2 separate regions of the Rattus norvegicus genome follow, and region 2 is linked to region 1. A link is a contact called in public Hi-C data. All regions are on one chromosome and are shown on one strand. Each heading gives the region's core, a stretch centred on a gene start, on an enhancer-like site or on the middle of the called end of the contact. The rest is flanking DNA. Distances are from core to core; before and after follow the strand shown. Region 1 holds the start of Sinhcaf (SIN3-HDAC complex associated factor). Region 2 overlaps Dennd5b (DENN domain containing 5B).

The links. A called contact is a pair of places that touch in the nucleus more often than the background predicts.
Region 2: a Hi-C map of the A7r5 cell line shows a contact between it and region 1, with 2.8 times the contacts expected there. The contact joins the enhancer-like site here to the promoter of Sinhcaf in region 1. A contact is called at or near these places in 2 of 12 Hi-C or Micro-C datasets (the A7r5 cell line and Schwann cells).

The regions. Positions count from the first base shown.
Region 1 is chr4:183,642,922-183,647,220 of GRCr8, reverse strand. It overlaps Sinhcaf (SIN3-HDAC complex associated factor), which reads left to right and starts at 2,593. Exons shown (of 6, transcript NM_001134712.1): 1 at 2,593-2,706. It overlaps LOC134486897, which reads right to left and starts at 3,730. Exons shown (of 3, transcript XM_063287016.1): 1 at 3,588-3,730; 2 at 2,282-3,552; 3 at 1,953-2,070. The coding sequence starts at 3,730. The coding sequence ends at 2,027.
Region 2 is chr4:183,689,987-183,694,285 of GRCr8, reverse strand. Dennd5b (DENN domain containing 5B) reads left to right here. Exons shown (of 22, transcript XM_039108925.2): 22 at 875-4,299. The coding sequence ends at 1,058. Among named protein-coding and RNA genes, the nearest start is that of Sinhcaf, 48 kb to the right of the region's middle. Within about 2 kb of position 2,040, at least 12 of the 93 cell types and tissues checked have an H3K27ac peak or open chromatin away from gene starts, as enhancers often do. A contact at or near this core is called in the A7r5 cell line, where this site is marked.

The DNA of each region.
Region 1 (4,299 bases), core at 1,344-3,843:
AGAGTAGAGGAAGCTCTGCAGCTTCCAGGTTCTTCTATTAAGACCAGACTGGCTCGGAACTCAGTGAGATTGCCCTGAATCCTGAGTGCTGGGGTTGGAGGCCTGCACTACCACACCTGCCAGATGTATTTCTTTTAAATAAAAGAAAAAAATAAAAATATTATACTTGCAATTTTTAAAAAAAGATTTTTATTTTGTGTACATGGTATTTTGCCTGGCACTTCCAGAAGATCAGAAAGTGTTTTTAAATATTGAGCTATCTCTCCAGCCCTGATATTTGCAGTTTTTTATACTTTCAAGGCATTTGATAATTTAAAACTAGTTTTGGTGACTCGGTCAAAACTCATAAATTCTAACATTTCTTCAAGAGAGATGGCTCAATGTAAAAAAATGCTTTTGACCTAACAACTGGTATTCAACCTCTTAGGCTACAAGACAAAGTCAAAGGAGAGAACTAATCTCTATATTCAAACAAACAAACACATATGCATGCACCCACGTATGCACGCACGCACGCGCACACACACTAAATCACACACACACAGACACAGAGGCACACAGACACACATGCACACAGACACACACAGACACACACACACACACACACAGACATACACACACACACACACACACACACACACACGGTGAAACATAAAGCACAAATCAGAAATGTATGCCCAGTGCTGTTTGTCAGCAATGGAAGTTTGGAAAGTTTTGTTTACTTTTATTTTTTGTTTTTTTCAAGACAGGGTAGCCTTGGCTGTGCTAGAACTCACACTGTAGATCAGGCTTGCCAAGAACCCAAAGAGATCTGCCTGTGACTGCTTCCAAAGTGTAGGGGTTAAAGATGTACACAACCACAGTCAGGCTGGAAACACTTTTTAAAGCTGTCAGATTTTATTACCTAGGGACAAAGATGGCAATTAAAGATCACGATAACCCCCAAACTCCTTTTAGGTCAAATGCAAAAACTGTAAGGTATTTTAACTTGAAACAAGTCAATAGTAGATTTAAAAAAATTGAATATTTTACAAGTAGGTACTAAGAATCTATCAAGTGTCGGGCATTGTTTTAGGCGGCTGTACACAAATATAAGAAAAAATCTTTGCCTTTAAGAGTTGCATTTTAGTGGGAGTTGCCAGGTTTCTTTATTCCCCTCCTTCAGAGGAATGGTGTTGTAGAACTTTTAAAAAAGTTGGGGTCTTTAGAAGTAGGTTTGGATTGTATTGGAGGAATTAGCTGTAAAATTAAAGTAGCATTTCAGAAATATTTGTTTGAATCTGCATAGTTGGCTCTACAGCAAAAGCAGGGAATCTTGTCAGTTTTTTTTTAGTTGATTTTCACACTTTGCAGCAAGGGACCAGTATCAAGTTCTGGGGGAAAACGTTCTTTTTCCTACCCATCCTCTCAGGGTCACTGAACCAGGTGTTATGTGTTGCTGGGCTTAAGGAGTATCACAACTATACTTCCATTTCTTACTTTTTCATCTGAAAAGTTACTTCAGGGTCTTCCTCCCTCCTCATTCTCCGGAACCTCCCTTTTCTTTGTTTTCTCTAGATTACTCCCTTTCTTCTAGATCCCTTTTTAATTTTCTTAGGAACATTTAGATGTTAGATTATTGTATATCCCCCAAGGAATGGTGTGTATTTTGCTTCCATTTTCTCCCCTCACAAGCGGTTTTTCAGGGCAGAGGAGCTCTCTTCATGGCTGGAGGATTTGTGTGTTTTCAGAAAGTGGCACCATTCCCACGGTAATTACCACCATGAAATTCGCAGAGGCTTGAAAACCTCAGTCCAAGTGAGCAAAGGAAAAAAAAAAAACAAAAAAAACAAAACCCAGTTATGGGTTGGGTCATGTTTGAGAGGGACAAGTGGGAATTAGTGAATGGGCCACGTCAAAATGGGGGCTTTATTAAACGACTCATTAAAACCACAAAAAACCCGAAACCTCTGTTGGAGAAATGAAAATTTATTTACATCTGGTGTGCGGAGTGAGTTTGCAGAAGTCGGATCTCGCCTTCAGGCGGTCAGGCTTGAAAGTACCAGTTGAGCAGTCTCACCCAGCCAGGCCCTGAAAGACAAAACGTTAAAGCTCACCTTCAAACAGAATTTAGGAAAGATGGAGACAAGTACAAACTAAGTGGGCGCTTCCACGGCAACTTTCGCTGCCACCTCAAGCTAGAAACTGGGCATAGGTGCGGGAATGCTGCAAAAGCAGCTTCCAGAACTTTCCAAGCTCGGTAGCGTCCCGATGGGTGCCGTTGGGTGAGGACAACCCTCACCTTTACACCTTTCGCGTCCTGCCACGCCCCCGCGTCGCCTCCTTCCCCCGGGCGTTTGTTTACGTGACGTTGCGTAGTAGGCAGGCCCCGCCCCCGTCCCTGCGGGCCGCCGCGTTTCCCGCGCCTCGCCGCTTCTCCCCTTAAAAGGACAATAGAGGCCGCGGGGACGCGCGCGGACGCCCTGCCCTCTCCCCGCCCAGCCCACGGCGCGCACGCGCCCGTATGCAAATAAGCTCGATTCAAGAGAATTTGGTCCCGGGAGCCGCGCCTGCGCAGAGGGAAAGCGGAATCTATACCTCCGTCCGCGGTAGCAACTGAAGAACTGCTGGAGACAATCTTTCTGGACTCGGCGCTGGCGGAGGGAGTGCTTGCAGGGGGTTGGCCTGGTGCAGTTTGCACCGTGGGGACGCTGCTGCGCGTGGAAGGTGAGTGATTCTAGTCTGGACACCGGTGCAAAACTGTCTCCGAGGTTTTGCTTTCTGTGATTTTTTTTCTTTCCTCCCTTTACCTCCCCCGCCTCCTCCGTCCTTCCCATACACAAACACACAGGAAGTTTTGTCTTGGAGATGGCATTGCGGGGAGCGCTGTCCTCGTGCTCTCCGGACTCCAGAGTCTTTTGTACAGAGGTGTTGGAGATGCGCTTCTTAATTGGGGAGGATATTTGAGGTAAACCGAAAGTCAGGGTGTGGGGAAAGTGAGTGCAGCGTGGAAACGAACGAGCAGCGGCGGACTTGCATCCACGCTGAAGGTGACAATGACTTTTCTCAGTCGTAGTGTTCTCTGCCGACCCGGAGAGCAGGGTCCGGGTCTCAGATCCCGTGTGGGCTCCGGCCGGGGGCTCGGGCGCCGCGTGCACCCGCGTGTTGCGCTCCCGCGCCGCTCGCGATGGTTTGCACGCGGGTGAACAACAAAGCCGGAGCTCGGAAACTAACTTGCCACTGCCTGGAGCCGGCGGCCACACAGGCTGAAAGCAGCCGGTGAGGGCCAGCGCCGGGGTTGCGCGACGCACGCGGCGTGGCGTTGTTGGAGAAGTCCGCAGGGACGCGGCTGCGACAATGAGCGCGCAGCACGCGGTCTTTGCACTCGGCCGGTGCCGAGTGGTCTCTGCAGCCCAAAGTTCGCTGTCCGTCTGGTCACCTGTAGCGTGGGTGCGGGCGACACGGGAGGGGTGGCAGTGTCCTGCGGAACCAAGCCCTGAGGATGAAGGCTGCGGCGCGGTCCGCTGCGTGAGGCACCCAACTCTTTTTTTTTTTTTTCTTTTTGTGTGTGTGCTTCACCTGACAAGCCACGTGCTTAGGGCCGCGACCGTGCTGCATCCGAGTGTCCAGCCCCGAGTGAGTCCCGGGCTGCGGTCGCCGTCGGGGCTATCGGGAGCAGGACAATGTGATTTCCTGGTGATGGCGTCTTGCCAGTTTCCAAAGCACAGCGAAAGTCGCCAACTCGCTGCATACGCGCAGCGGCGGGGACCTCTGGGCGTTTCTCATCCGGGACTCCGCAAAAGTTTGGCCCCAGGGGTCGGCGGCAGAGGACACCCGAGCTCGCGTGGATCCTGGTCGCGGGTCCCGGTCGCCCCGACGTTGCCGATGCCGCCGGACAACAAAGGGCCGCGTGTGCCCGAGCGACGCGGGCCGGGCGGGGCGCGGGGCGGCTTTTGTCCCTCAGGTCCTCTCGGAAACTTCAGCGGCGGCGCAGCGAGGCTGTGTCCGTGGGGGCGCCTCGGCCTGCGGGTCACCCATGCGGCGCGACGGAGCGCTGCTCGGCGGGGCGCACGCGTGGCTGGGGCTCCGAGTCACGGGAGGCCGCGTCTGGGAGGTCCGTGCATCCGCCTTTGAAGTGGAACTGTTGCCATGTTTGAATTACGTCAGGCCGAGCGTGCGGAGCGGCCCGGGAGCAGAGGCGCGGCCTTCGGGCGGCGCCGGCGGGGCGCGGGCCGTTGTTCCAGCGCAGGTGAGGGCGGCGGGCGGCGCATGGTGCCGGGGGACTCTGCAGCGCTGGGCTCCCTGGAGGAGTAGCGCTCC
Region 2 (4,299 bases), core at 791-3,290, 48 kb before region 1:
GTAGAGATGGATCAGCAGTTAACAGCACTCACCGCTTCCAGAAAACCCAAGTTCAGTTCCCATTAGCCATATTATGCAGCAAATAACCCAGTTACTCTAGCTCTGTGGGGTGAGGCCCCACTACTGACCTCCATACGCACAGTATGCATATGGCACACACCAACACAAGCACACAAACATAAAGAGAATTTAAAGTTTAAAAAGCGTAGTGAAGGGGCTGGGGATTTAGCTCAGTGGTAGAGCGCTTGCCTAGGAAGCGCAAGGCCCTGGGTTCGGTCCCCAGCTCCGGAAAAAAAGAACCAAAAAAAAAAAAAAAAAAGCGTAGTGAGAAGCAGAAAGGGAGATGTATACAATGGGCCATATTGGGAAGAGAGAGAAATATATGCTCAGTCATCCTAAGGGCACTGACTTGGGGGAAAGGATTCAACAGGAAACAAAAGTAGTCCCACCAAGGTGTGGCCTCACCTGTCATTGTCTAAGCTCCAAATCTCTCCTGCAAGGTCTCAAGTTACAAGTTGTAAGTCTCTTTCTGGGAGAGCTCTTCCTCTGGCTGTACTCAAGATTTCAGCCTTCTCCCAGGAGAACATTTCTTGGGGAACTTGTACTTTATGTTGAGAGAGGGTTTCACTATTAGGTCTGAATAGCCTAGAACTCATTGTGTAGACAAGGCTGGCCTCAAACTCACAGAGATCTGCCTGCCTCTGCTTCCCAAGTGTTTGGACTAAACAGGTATGTGCCACCACAGCTGCTCCTGGTAGAACTTTTAATTTATTGTAGTTTTGTTTCAGTAGGCTGATTAAAAGTAAAGACACAAGGGGGAGCCAGTTACACTGTATCCGTTAGAACTCAGGTGCTGTGTCTGTTTGGTCTGTAGGGATCACCTGCTCCCACAGTGGATTCCATTGCTAGCAGAATGTCCTGCCATCACCCGAATGTATGAAGAGAATGCACTCCTTCGAGACCACATGACTGTCAATTCCCTTATCCGCATTCTGCAGACCATTCAGGATTTCACCATAGTCTTGGAAGGATCACTAATCAAAGGAGTGGATGTGTAAAGCAGTCGACAGAAACTCTTCATCTACCCCTGGCTCATGACGCTTCCTCAGTTATGGGGACCTATCTGGACCGGTCTGACCATAGCGCGCACTGCGGGGGCAGTGCACTAGAAGCCCCAGATTGAACAGTCTCCACTCTGCAGACAAGGCAAAGTGCTGTGTTGTAGTTCATTTGAACCTGAAATTTAGTATAAAATAGAGTATTTTCATGTGTTAGAAGTGTGTAAATATGCTATCTTTAAGAAATATTACTCTAATAAGATACTTTTCTTAGATTGAATATTCCTGTGACTTAAAATAAGTAGCTTAAAAATGTTGGGGGCGGGGAAAGTGGTGCTAGTCAGGAAGAAGCCAGTAAATGTGTAAATAGTGCAACCCAGGCAGGCTTCTTTTTCCCTCCAGGTCTCACAGAGGAACCAGAATGCTTCGTTCTGAAGCAGCCATCCCTCCTGGAGTCCCATCCTGTGTGCAGTGAATGTATACAGCTTTACATAATGTACAGCAGTCCTCGTTGGTCTTTAAGTTATAAACCATTTAATACATTTGAATTATGAGTCATTTTTCTAGTTTTGGGGAAGTTTTAGTTGGCCCCCAGCAAGGTTTGGTGGCTCACACCTCCAATCCCAGCACTGGGGAGGCAGGGGCAGGGGCATCTGAGTTGCAGGCCAGACAGAGCTACACAAGAGAGAGAGAGAGAGAGAGAGAGAGAGAGAGAGAGAGAGAGAGAGAGAGAGAGAACACAAATACCAGATCCCAAGAGCTTGGCTAATTGGAAAGCAAACACAGAAGCCCTGAGAAGCATGGGCTTAAAACTTCTTTACTTTAGAAAGATTAACCTGGAGGCTTCATTGTTGGCGTTTTTTATTGCTGTTATTTGACAGAACTTTTGAGATAATGAATTTTAGTATTAGTCATATAGCCACAACTGCAAGAAACAGTGTGACTCAGTTCTATTAACTCGGCCATCTAAACTCTGTAACTGGAGTTAATCTACCAGTCCATTCTTTGTTAGGTCCCAGCCACTCCCTCGGTCTGCCCCATCCCCCTCTCAGGAAATGGAAGGAATGTGGAAGAAGGAGGGAGGTCTCAGTGTGATTTGGAATGCTTTTGTGAAGGTATTTGTTGACCATGATAATGCAAATAGCAGAAGCGGTGAGAAAGAACTTAGCCTTTCTGGGTGTTTCAGGGAAATGTAAAGCAATGGCCCAGAGAAGTTAAAAGCCACTGCCTCAGACTGAGGAGTGAATTAGACACAAGAGACAATTCAGGAAGCCTTTAAGTTATACCTTTCTAGTTTGGTAGCTTATTTATTTTTTAAGTTAAGTAAATATGTTAGCAACTACATAAATCTTTATCTTTTTGGTAAGTAAGTTGTGGAACTCTTAATTAAGCACTGATACCTTGTTAGTAGCAAAATTGCCTCAGCAGAGCTCCAGGTTTTATTCCCTGTTGTAGCTGAAAACCAGAGCCATGGCCTCTCAGGATCCGTGTGCAATCTCAGGGCCCTGGGCTCTTGCCAGCCGTGCTGTTTTTCCTTATTTACTGGAAGAAGAGACTAATAGATCAAGTGCCTCATGCCCTTTATCAAAAACTAAGGAAGGGTCTCTGAAGATACATTTACAAACCCATGGAAAGGGCTCAGAATATGTCTCTAGATGACCTGGGTAACCCAGAGGTTTGCTTACCTAAAATAAAGGTGTTTATACTAGAATGAGACTATTCTAGAGACAGATCTACTGTGGGAACATCCAGAAGTTAGATGCCGTCCTTCCCGGGGTTTTACCGTTGTCTTCCCGTGGTGGACTTTTAAGTCAGTATTCCACAGTTGGGTCATTGGTGCAGCCCCTTCCAGACATTATTACCCGATATCATTTCTCCTGTTGAATCTTCAGTCACCTGTACAGATATGAAACTCTATCTCTGTGCTACTTAATGAGGACTGAAACCTAAGTTAATTCATTTTGTTGTTGTTAGTGAAACAGGATCCCATTGTGTATCCCAGGCTGGCCTTGGAACTCCATTTGTAGACCAGGCTCACCTATCTAGAACTCACAGAGATCTACCTCCCTCCACCTCCTGAGTGAGGGGATTGATCTGAGTGCCCTGCCCAGCAAACTGCTCTTAATCTCTTAGGCATTACATCGTTGTAAAAGTGGGGCAGAGTTGTGTTCCAGCTTGAGTTTAAAACTGGTACTTAAAAAAAGAAAAGTAGTAGTAGTAGTACCAAAAAAAAAAAAAAAAAAAAAAAAAAAGGCTTGTTCCACGTGATATCCTTTGGATGGACTAGTGAAATAACTGATTAAAAACACCAAGCATTGTCTCAGAGGTAAGCCTTATGCCTTGGTACAGAATCTGCTCAGACGGCTGGGCCTCATGGGAGCTGCTTGACCGACCCACAGCCCATTCCTTTAAATTTCCCACTGGTCATAAATCTTAGCCTTACAGAATAAATTTAATATGTAGAAACATCATGAGCACTTTAGGGTGTGATAAAAAAGAAAAATGTTCCCACTGAATTTGGGGTTACCTATTGCAAATGATAAAGTAAGACTTTCCATGTGATCTATAACAAACTGAATCAACATGAAAAATACATCACAGCAGTAGCGGATTGCTCAAAACAGTTGCATATGACCACACAAGCTGTAAGGACTTTTGTAAGGACCGTACAACAAATACGTTGTTGTACATCTCTGCTATTTAAAAAAAAAAAAAAAATCACCTCATAGCAAATGAAAACCAAAACGACTCCTTTTGTGTGTGTGTTAGTGCAAATAAATTTATAGCAAATACCAGGGACCAAAATTAATATTCTACATAGTAACTTTAAATAAGTCATTTTAAAATTAAATTGGCAAGGAGAGATGGCTCAGCAGTTAAGAGCACTGGCTGCTTTTCCAGAAGAGGGTTCAGTGGCCAGCACCCACACGGTGACTCACATCCACCAGTCGCTACAGTCCAGAGGATCTGATGTGCTCTTCTAACTCCCTTGGGCACCCAGCGTAGTAAACTTACATACATATAGGCAAAACGCTCATAAAATAAAACTCATCTTTCTTTTTTTTAAGTTTTATTAAGTGTGCAGTGGCTGGGGATGTAGCTCAGTAGTAGAGTGCCTGTGTGGCTTGTACAAAGCCCTGGGTTCTCTCCTCAGCAGGCACAAATAAAATTGCCAAAATTTTTCTTGAGTACCAAACCCTCCAGTCTTAACCTTCATGTCACCTTTCTGGTAGCCTTACAG